Linked DNA regions of Zea mays: regions 1 and 2 are each linked to region 3. A link is a contact called in public Hi-C data. All regions are on one chromosome and are shown on one strand. Each heading gives the region's core, a stretch centred on a gene start, on an enhancer-like site or on the middle of the called end of the contact. The rest is flanking DNA. Distances are from core to core; before and after follow the strand shown.

What was found. Hi-C and Micro-C count contacts between places; a contact is called where the count stands out from the background.
Region 1: a Hi-C map of root tip shows a contact between it and region 3, with 4 times the contacts expected there. The contact joins the promoter of LOC100278869 here to the promoter of LOC103643709 in region 3. A contact is called at or near these places in 2 of 25 Hi-C or Micro-C datasets (leaf mesophyll and root tip).
Region 2: a Hi-C map of leaf shows a contact between it and region 3, with 5 times the contacts expected there. The contact joins the promoter of LOC100125647 here to the promoter of LOC103643709 in region 3. A contact is called at or near these places in 10 of 25 Hi-C or Micro-C datasets (bundle sheath, ear, endosperm and 3 more).

What each region holds. Positions count from the first base shown.
Region 1 is chr1:259,399,550-259,402,367 of Zm-B73-REFERENCE-NAM-5.0, forward strand. It overlaps LOC100278869, which reads left to right and starts at 1,279. Exons shown (of 7, transcript NM_001152005.2): 1 at 1,279-1,687; 2 at 2,344-2,457. The coding sequence starts at 1,385.
Region 2 is chr1:259,007,898-259,010,707 of Zm-B73-REFERENCE-NAM-5.0, forward strand. It overlaps LOC100125647 (major facilitator superfamily protein), which reads left to right and starts at 1,367. Exons shown (of 6, transcript NM_001112578.2): 1 at 1,367-1,596; 2 at 2,159-2,430. The coding sequence starts at 2,174.
Region 3 is chr1:259,222,376-259,225,142 of Zm-B73-REFERENCE-NAM-5.0, forward strand. It overlaps LOC103643709 (protein NETWORKED 1B), which reads left to right and starts at 1,317. Exons shown (of 6, transcript XM_020546830.2): 1 at 1,317-1,931. It overlaps LOC118476159 (a long non-coding RNA gene), which reads right to left and starts at 2,470. Exons shown (of 2, transcript XR_004855535.1): 1 at 2,346-2,470; 2 at 1,718-2,246.

The DNA of each region.
Region 1 (2,818 bases), core at 29-2,528, 180 kb after region 3:
AGGAATGGTGGCAGAACACGGAATGACCGACTACTCTTGCAGCCTTAATAAGTAGTAGAGATTTACATCCAATCTAAGACCAACTCCAACTTTTTTTAAAAAAAGATACACCTACATACTATGCATGTCTAATCGTTTCCCTTATACAATATAACTCATTTGTTTAATATTCTGTGATCAGTTTTAAAATTTTAAAAAGCATATAACATGTAGTATCCTAATACACATTATTATCGGGTTATAAAGACTAAACATGGTCAACATAGCAAATAAATAAGTAAATGACATAATTAATATATAGAGATGAACAATACTCCCCACTATATATGAAGTCGGTGGGGAGCAGTTGTAGAGTTTCAACCCCAAACCACATCGGACGTGGGGTAGAACACGATTCCAGGACAGCGTTGGAAACCGTCTCAAGTAGTATCACTGAAGATTCGATTATAAGATAATCGCCATAATTTAGAATTTTACATTATAGCTGGATTGGAGTATTTTTTGTAGTACTAGCTGTCGGGATTGTTTGCATTGTAGGTTTTCCGTAGCAGTTTGAAAGAAATCCAATTCCTATGTTTGGTTTACATCACTTGTGTTTATTAGAACGGAAGAACATAGTTTTCCTTTCGTGTATAAAATGGAGGAGTAAGGGTATGTTTGGATCGTAGCCTCAGTTGCCACACTTTGCCTAACTTTTCTGCCTAAGGTTAGTTCTTCAATTCGAACGACTAACCTTAGGCAAAGTGTGGCATAGTTAGCCACGAACCAAACAGGCCCTAAAACATCTACTTTATGCTCTTGGAAAGTTGCCACACGTTTAAATGAAGGGATGAACAAGTGCTTATTCACTCGAATGAAGGAATCACCATATGGTTATATTCCTATGTTCCAAACACCAATTTCTACAAGATTCATGAGTGAACAAGTAGCATCCTATGTTTCAATCGTCACTTTTTTTTACCTACACTCGTTTTCTATTTCCCCCCTTTTTATCAGTTTTGTATTGTATTCCTTCTCTCCAAATAAGTCCTTAGAGCAGTGATGAAAATTAAAATAAAATCAACGTACTCGTACTGTGTTGACCAGCATAATAGATGACACAGGAGTAGTACACGTCCTTTTCCCCATTGCTAACCGTAACACATGCTTCGTTGCACGACTCGTAGAAAAGTTACATAAAAGAAGTGAAAAAAGGGCCCGTAGAGCAAGTGAGGCCTGGACGGACGACGAGACGAACCAAGGCTATAAAGGCAGCGGAGGGCTTAACCACCCGCCCCACTCTCTCTCTCTCTCTCTCTGAACTGGCATTTGGGCCATCGATCACTGGTAACGCGCCCGCTCACTCACTCGCATCACACTCCGTAACTCCCCGACCCCCGCGCGCATGGGCGATCCCCGGGCCCGCACGTCCACCGTCGCCGCCGGCGAGCTGCGGCCGCCGGAGCCGCCGCTCGACCCGCTCGAGTTCCTCTCCCGCTCCTGGAGCGCCTCGGGGCGCGCGTTCGCGCCACCGCCGCCGACGCCGCCGCCGGCCGCGCACGCGCTCGCGGCCAGCCCCATCGCGGAGGACCCCTCGTGCGAGTTTGACGACGGGGTCGCCGCCGCCGCCGCCGCCTCCGGGAGCTCCTTCTCCTTCGCCTCCGCGGCCACGTCGCAGCTCATCATGGAGCGGATCCTCGCGCAGTCCGTGAGAGCCTCGACCCGACCTGTTCCTTCTCCCTCTACTCCGATCCATCTCGCTTTTTTTTTCTTTCGTCCTCCTCAAAATCGCACTTACTAGTTTCTTCTTTTTTTTTAAAAAAAAAGAAAGAGAAGCCGAATCTGTTGGCAACACCAACACCAGTGCGCCATTAAATAAAAAACAGTGTGCTTTGGTCGTTTTTTATTTGCCGATTCGGGATCTTTTTGTTGCCTGGCTGCATTTTACTTGGTTGGCTCCATCGTTTGTGTAGAAACCGCTCGATTTCATCATCTGCCTGTACAGTTTTTTGCCAAATCAGCCAGCTCTCCTACTGGTTTCACTCTGACCTCGGGTTGGGACAAGGAGAAGCTGCCAAACGAGAGATTTGTTCTCCTGCCATGTCCGGAACACCCAGATATAATCCCCACCTTTCTTTCTACTTAAGTGAACTACGCAGCTTAGCCGCCATTAATGGTCAAGGCTCGGCTCTTCCATTAAGCACCATCAATTCCTCGCGCGACAAGCATGCCTTTTCCCTCCGAGAAACTTGATTTCAGTTGTGTTTTTTTTGTGTGTTCCTGCTAACCTTACTGCACCTCTCTCTGAATCCCGGTTCCTGATGTCTGAACCACGCACTCTTGCTGTGCGTTCCAACCCTGCAGCAGGAAGTGGCGCCGCTCACCTCCGGCCGGCTCTCGCACAGCAGCGGCCCACTCAACGGCGGCGGCTCTCTCTCCGACAGCCCGCCGGTCTCGCCGGAGATCGATGACGCAAAGGTCAGTTCTTGCCTCGCCACCTTCACGTGCCTCGGGGATACTACTTGTCGCACGTACAGCTTCTCTGCAATTTTTTTGTCTGGCAGTAACCTGCAGTTTCTTACGCGGTACTTGTTTGGCTCACTTGCCGCTGTTGAGTGAGCCGTACTAGCTAGACGCCATTACATTAGCTGTTTCAACGCTGTCGCCGTTAGATTAGGTGTTTTAACTGCGTTGCTAGAGTAATCAGGGATTCAGGGGGGAGATAATCCAAGGCAGTACGGCACTGTTTTGTTTTACTGCCGGGTTCTAGTGGACGCACTGTTGCTGTGTTCGTGGTGTATGCTTTGTTTCCAAGGCAGGGGAAATGATGTCTTTGTGC
Region 2 (2,810 bases), core at 117-2,616, 210 kb before region 3:
ATCAAGCCCTAGGAAGGCCTTAGAACCCGGGCACTAGGATTATCTGGAGGCCCATCAAGGCCTCATGCGGCCGAGAGAACTAAGCATGAAAGTGCCCTGAAGGCTAGAGTGTCCTTAAGGTTAGATGGTGGTGGCTTGAGCGTGGTGTGCCCTGACCTTAGCCAATAGCCAGAGGTGAGGCAAGTCCTTAGGCTATAAGGCTGTGGGGTCAGCAATTGTCGCCGCACAATAATTTCTTTTGTTGCAGTTCTCCGAAGGCATCTTGGAGGATAGCCATCCCCAAACACTGATAGTATTAGTACCGAGTTAAAGAGTTATCTTGGTGGGCAAGTTCAGATCTCCTTTGGATCAAAGGATAAATTTCTAAATCCTGCGTTTTTCATGTGTTTTTGAAATAATTCCCGTGAAATTCATGTATCATTCCTACGTTTCAAAGGAACCCTCAAGCACAAAGGTCCAACTCAGATGTTAGAGAACTTCCAAGAATCTTTCTAAAATTTGCTCTATAAATTATAATTTAGAGTCATTCGAGTAAAAATCGTTTTCTATATCTTTATACCATCCAACAACCTTAGGGAGTCATTATCCTTCTCTATTCTTGGCTAGCGAGAACTTGAAATTCAAAATAAATGTTGTCTGTATTTGAAGATTCCAATTAAGGCCATATTTGGTTTCACGGATTAGAGGCCTGGAACGATTCCTAGCTAAATTATTTCTCTAATTTATATAAGTTTTGATGAGCCGAAACGAATCGTAGTCCATTCCTAGATAAACGGACCGACTCTAAAGAGAGACTGAGAGTATTTTTTTTACTAAAATCACAATTTCTGTAAATTGTGAATAATATAAACAGTCATCTGAAGTTATTCCAAATATGTAAAATATAGAAGAGTATAAAAAAAGGAACCTATTGTTTTAGCTTTTCTACATACCTAGCTTACCAAAACAATTTTTTTACTGGAAAAATAACTTATCATTTTTGTTGTTTTCCATTTGTAGTGCGCGAGTAGCCAAGTATACCAACATGCTCACATAATACAACACGTGCATGAGTTTTATTTCCAAAAAAAAATTGCACGCGTGCTTTTATTAATTTTGTGAGGATGTCGGTCAGGGAGGATCTATGTAATACGATGTATATCAAGTGTTAAGTGTAGACAAAAGGAATATTTTTATATAAGAATATTATAAAAATAGTTATAAAAGCCGCGTGCAGTCGTGCAGATGGGAAATTGTCGCGTGCAGACGTGACGCGAGGAGCGCGGCGTGGACCCCAGCCGCCACCTGGCGAACGACGGCCACGCAACTCTTGCGACCACACGGGCATTTGGTCTCCTCCATTCGTTGAGTGCGCGCGCGGCGCGGCGCGGCGGCTTGCCATTACCCGTCCTCTCTCTTACCCCGTCGTCCTCTTCACCTGCAATTGAGCATTTGCTTGCTCCCCCTCCCCGACAAAAACCCCCTGTCCCGTCGAGCCTCGCATCCCTAGTTCCCTACAAGCAAGGAAGGAAACCCGGGCAACACGACACCGGCGGTGCCAGTGCCACGGAAAATTAGCCGGCTCCCTCCCCGACGTCCGGCGGCGGCCGAGCAACGGTTCGCTCCTTCACCCGCTCTTCTACTCCGCCCCCCGCCGTCCAGTGATCGTCGACCGTCCCGTCCGTTTCTAAGTCTCAGCTCTTCCATTGTGGCTGTTGGTTAAAAGTTCGTGGGCGCCCAGGATACCGCCTGTCTTGTCCTCAGGGGGATTGTTTTTACTGCTCTCATTAATATGGACCTCATGTTTATTCTATCTACCCCGCTTTTACATTTTGTGGGTCTTCGTTGCGTCAAGGAGCAGAAATTTTCTGGGAGGGAAAAAAAACTTCGTCGATCAACCGATCTCTGTGTTTTTATTAGTTGGCCATGGAAATCCTTACTTGAAACTTAAACTTATATCCCTTTCCGTGGCCCGTAAACTGTTAGTATTGTCTGTCGGTGAGCTCAAATGCTTCATTCTGAAAGAGAGATTTGATGTATACTGATCAGCAATCTCTAAATTCAATTTGGTGACACCGTATGAGTCATTTGGGCTCCAAAAACCTATCAGATGTTGTCTACTCCACAAGTTCACGACAGGATGCTTCGTTCTGACAGAATGACTTCTCTGGATCTGCAGGTGCTGGCTCCCAACATGGAGACATATACCACAGACGACGCGCTTACCATTATGGGGTTTGGAAAATTCCAAGCGCTTGTTCTTTTCTACGCTGGAATGGGCTGGGTTGCAGAAGCTATGGAGCTCATGCTCTTGTCGTTTCTCGGGCCATTCATACGAGAGGAGTGGAACGTCTCCCCAGAGAACGAGAGCCTCCTTTCGAGTGTTGTCTTTGCTGGCATGCTGCTAGGTGCCTGTGCTTGGGGCTTTGTTTCCGACAAATATGGACGGAGGTAAAAGATTTCCTGGTACAAACGCTCTCATGGTTTGGCTGCCAACTGCAAACCTTCCTGACCTTGAGTTTATCATAACCTCAAATTAAACACATCAATTCTTAAGGCTCAATCTACATGTTTCTGAATTCTGATATCCTGCTATCCAACTATGACATATGTGCTGATAGGATATTCTTCTTTGTAGGATTTTGAAGCATAAAGAAATGTGTGCTTGATATGATGTGATTATAACCGCAACTGCTTACCAAATTACAACATCAATGCTGAATAATGTAATTCAGTAACAAGTTACCAGCACATTTAAACCTAATGGCAAATTTGACAAAAAAAATGAAGGAATATGCAATGTTTTCTCTAGCATAAATTCTACTTTCATG
Region 3 (2,767 bases), core at 67-2,566:
GCCTGCTAGCTAGTCGTCGTCGACTGTCGGTGTATAGTTGTTTATTGTTTAGACATTTTAGGTTAGTGTCTGATGAGTAAATAAGCTGAAAACCAGTAATGCAAGTCGTGTCCTTTTTATGTTTTTTTTGGTGTGTGGTTTTGGAGGAAGCACAAGCACAAGCACAAGGGTGTCTGTAGTTGATGGGAAAGTAACAGTTTGATACTACTGGTGTGATGGGGTGAATGGTGATGCCCCAGCTAATCCTGTCCCAAGAAGACACAGGAACAGTCAGACGCATGGGGGAGGGGAGGGTCTTGGGACAAAAAGCCTGAGTGCCTGACGAAAGCCATCTTTACATAAACAAACAACCCACGCATTCAGCAAACCAGGGAGGAGATGAGATGGCTGACTGACTGCTGCTTTGAGTAAAACGCTGTTGTTGTTGCTCTGGATTGCAGGCAAAGCAACCCAGAAAAAATACACGAGCACAACCTTTTTTTCTTCTTCTTATTCTTCTTCTAGTTCAGTTCAGTGCCGGATGGATGGACAACTGGACATGGAGCCCTGCCCTTGAAACAAAAGTCTCTATAGGTATAGAGAGCAGGTAAAGCTGCATTTGGTTCTTGACAGGACGTGCGGCGAGTGATTTCCAGCTACCAGGAGTACGGGCGAGATCGTCAACCCAACCGTGCAGTGCAACAATGACGGACTTGCTAGGGGCTACAGTTGTGCCGTTATTTCTGGAGTACAGCGCCCGCCCAACTGGAACCGCAGGGCCCACATATTGATCTCGCCGTATATAACGCCACTACACTACGACTTTTGACCTGATTGGTCGTAATAATCAGCGAACAGTGATCTCCATGAACAAATTAATACGCCTGCCTCGCTCACGAGCCGGCCAAAAAGAGCTAATCATTCTCGCCTCACGCCTATCATCACTTCATCAGTCACTCGCTTCCATTAGACTAGCTCCAACAATGAGCTCTAAAGTGTCCTGTACCCTAAATTTAGAGGACGAAGACGTCATCTACTCCCTCCAGCAACGTCCTCTAAATGGTCCTCTAAATTTAGAGAACGCTGCTGGATCCTCTATATGTAGAGTTTCTCTAAACGGTTCTCTATCTATTTGAATACTTTAAACAACCGATTTAATAAAACTAAAATATGTACAATACATTTGAGAGTATGATAAATACGTATGTACAAAAATTAAAAAATTAAAAATGTCTTTAATATAGATATTTATATATAGACGACGTGATTTAGAGGACGTTGTTGAAGAGAAAGTAGATATAAGAGATAGAATCTTTTAAAAAAGACTGTAAAGGACGGATATAGAGGATATATATAGAGGACGTTGCTGTAGACAGTCTTACAATTCCATTTCCCTGGCCGGCTGGCTCCTGGGTTAGGCAGGCGCCTAGGCTAGGCTGGTCCCGCCGGACAGCCTCAGTACTACTCGGGTACGTTCAAGAGAGAGAGAGAGAGAGAAGCGAGGAAGAAATCATCGCGCGCCCGCGCCCGTCGCCGTCGGCCGGCCCCCAACCCCCACGCACAGACAAGACGAGCTGCTGGGGCGCACACACACATCACCGCCGCGGCGCGCCAGCCATATCCAGCCCAGAAAACTCGCCAGAAACAAATCCGTTTCCCTTTTTCTGTGTTCCTACCCCGCCCACCAAGAACCCTGCGCGTGCGAACAAGCCGACGATTCATCAATCGCCGTCGCCACCTCCCGCTGCCCCTCGGCCTCCGATCCCGAGACCCGTTGCCGCCGCTGAGCTGCCGCATTTGCTTTGGGGGTGGAGGGTCTGAGATGGCGCCGTAGCGGTGGGACGGGGAGCAGCAGCAGCTGGATCTCTTCTGGGTTGCAGCTGCCGCCGCCGCCGCCGCCGCCGCCCTCCCTGCAAGCAACCCTTCGCGCTCTCGCCTTGCTCGTGCTCGTGGTATGTGTGTGTGTACGTGCCTTTTCCTTGATTTCGTTTACCACACCCTTTTCTTCTCTCCGTGCTCATGATCTGCTTCGATGGTGTTCTGCTCGTCCCTTTTGTGGCAAGATTGCCTTTTTATAGTCCTTTTTGTTCGCACGTTGTGCCTCGCACCATCAGTTTCAGCACCCTTGTTTTACTTCAAAGGTTGTGCCTCCTGCATCTGTCGACGGCGGCGTCTCTTTGCTCCAAAGGTTCTAGGGGGCATAGTTCCTTCCTGCATTCAGCCCATGCTTCTTGGCCTCATCACAGCGTGTTACTCTTCTTCATTATCTGAAGAAGAAGAATAGATAACATGAGTTGCTCTTCATTATCTCAAGAAAAAAAATAAACAAACAGCAGAATTGATCGGCCGACGAACGAAGTAACCACCAATCAATGCGGCTCCTTTCTCGCTGGTTTGGAATTCCACCTGCATTTCGTGGAGGTAGACGGGGGCTGGGAAGTGGTTGGCGGCATCTTTTTATGTGGGTTGTTGGCTTTTCTTGTCGCTGCCCACCGTCACCCCTGTCCATTTCCTTTCCTTTATTATTGCTGCCCGATGCTCTGTTTCCTAGTTCTGCAAGCAACATCCAATCTTTTCATGCTTTTTTAGTCCAGCGGTGATTTCCGAGCGAATTGGTGAAGGACCTTGATTTCCTCAACTTTTGGAGTAGCCACTAGTCCACTTACAGCATCGTTTTGGTTTGCTTCTCTTGCACTGTTCGAATACATTCCTTTTTTTTTGCATCCTCCTGTCCCCTCAATCTCTCTTGATTGATCAAACCATTGGTCATTCTTCAGATGATTTCTCT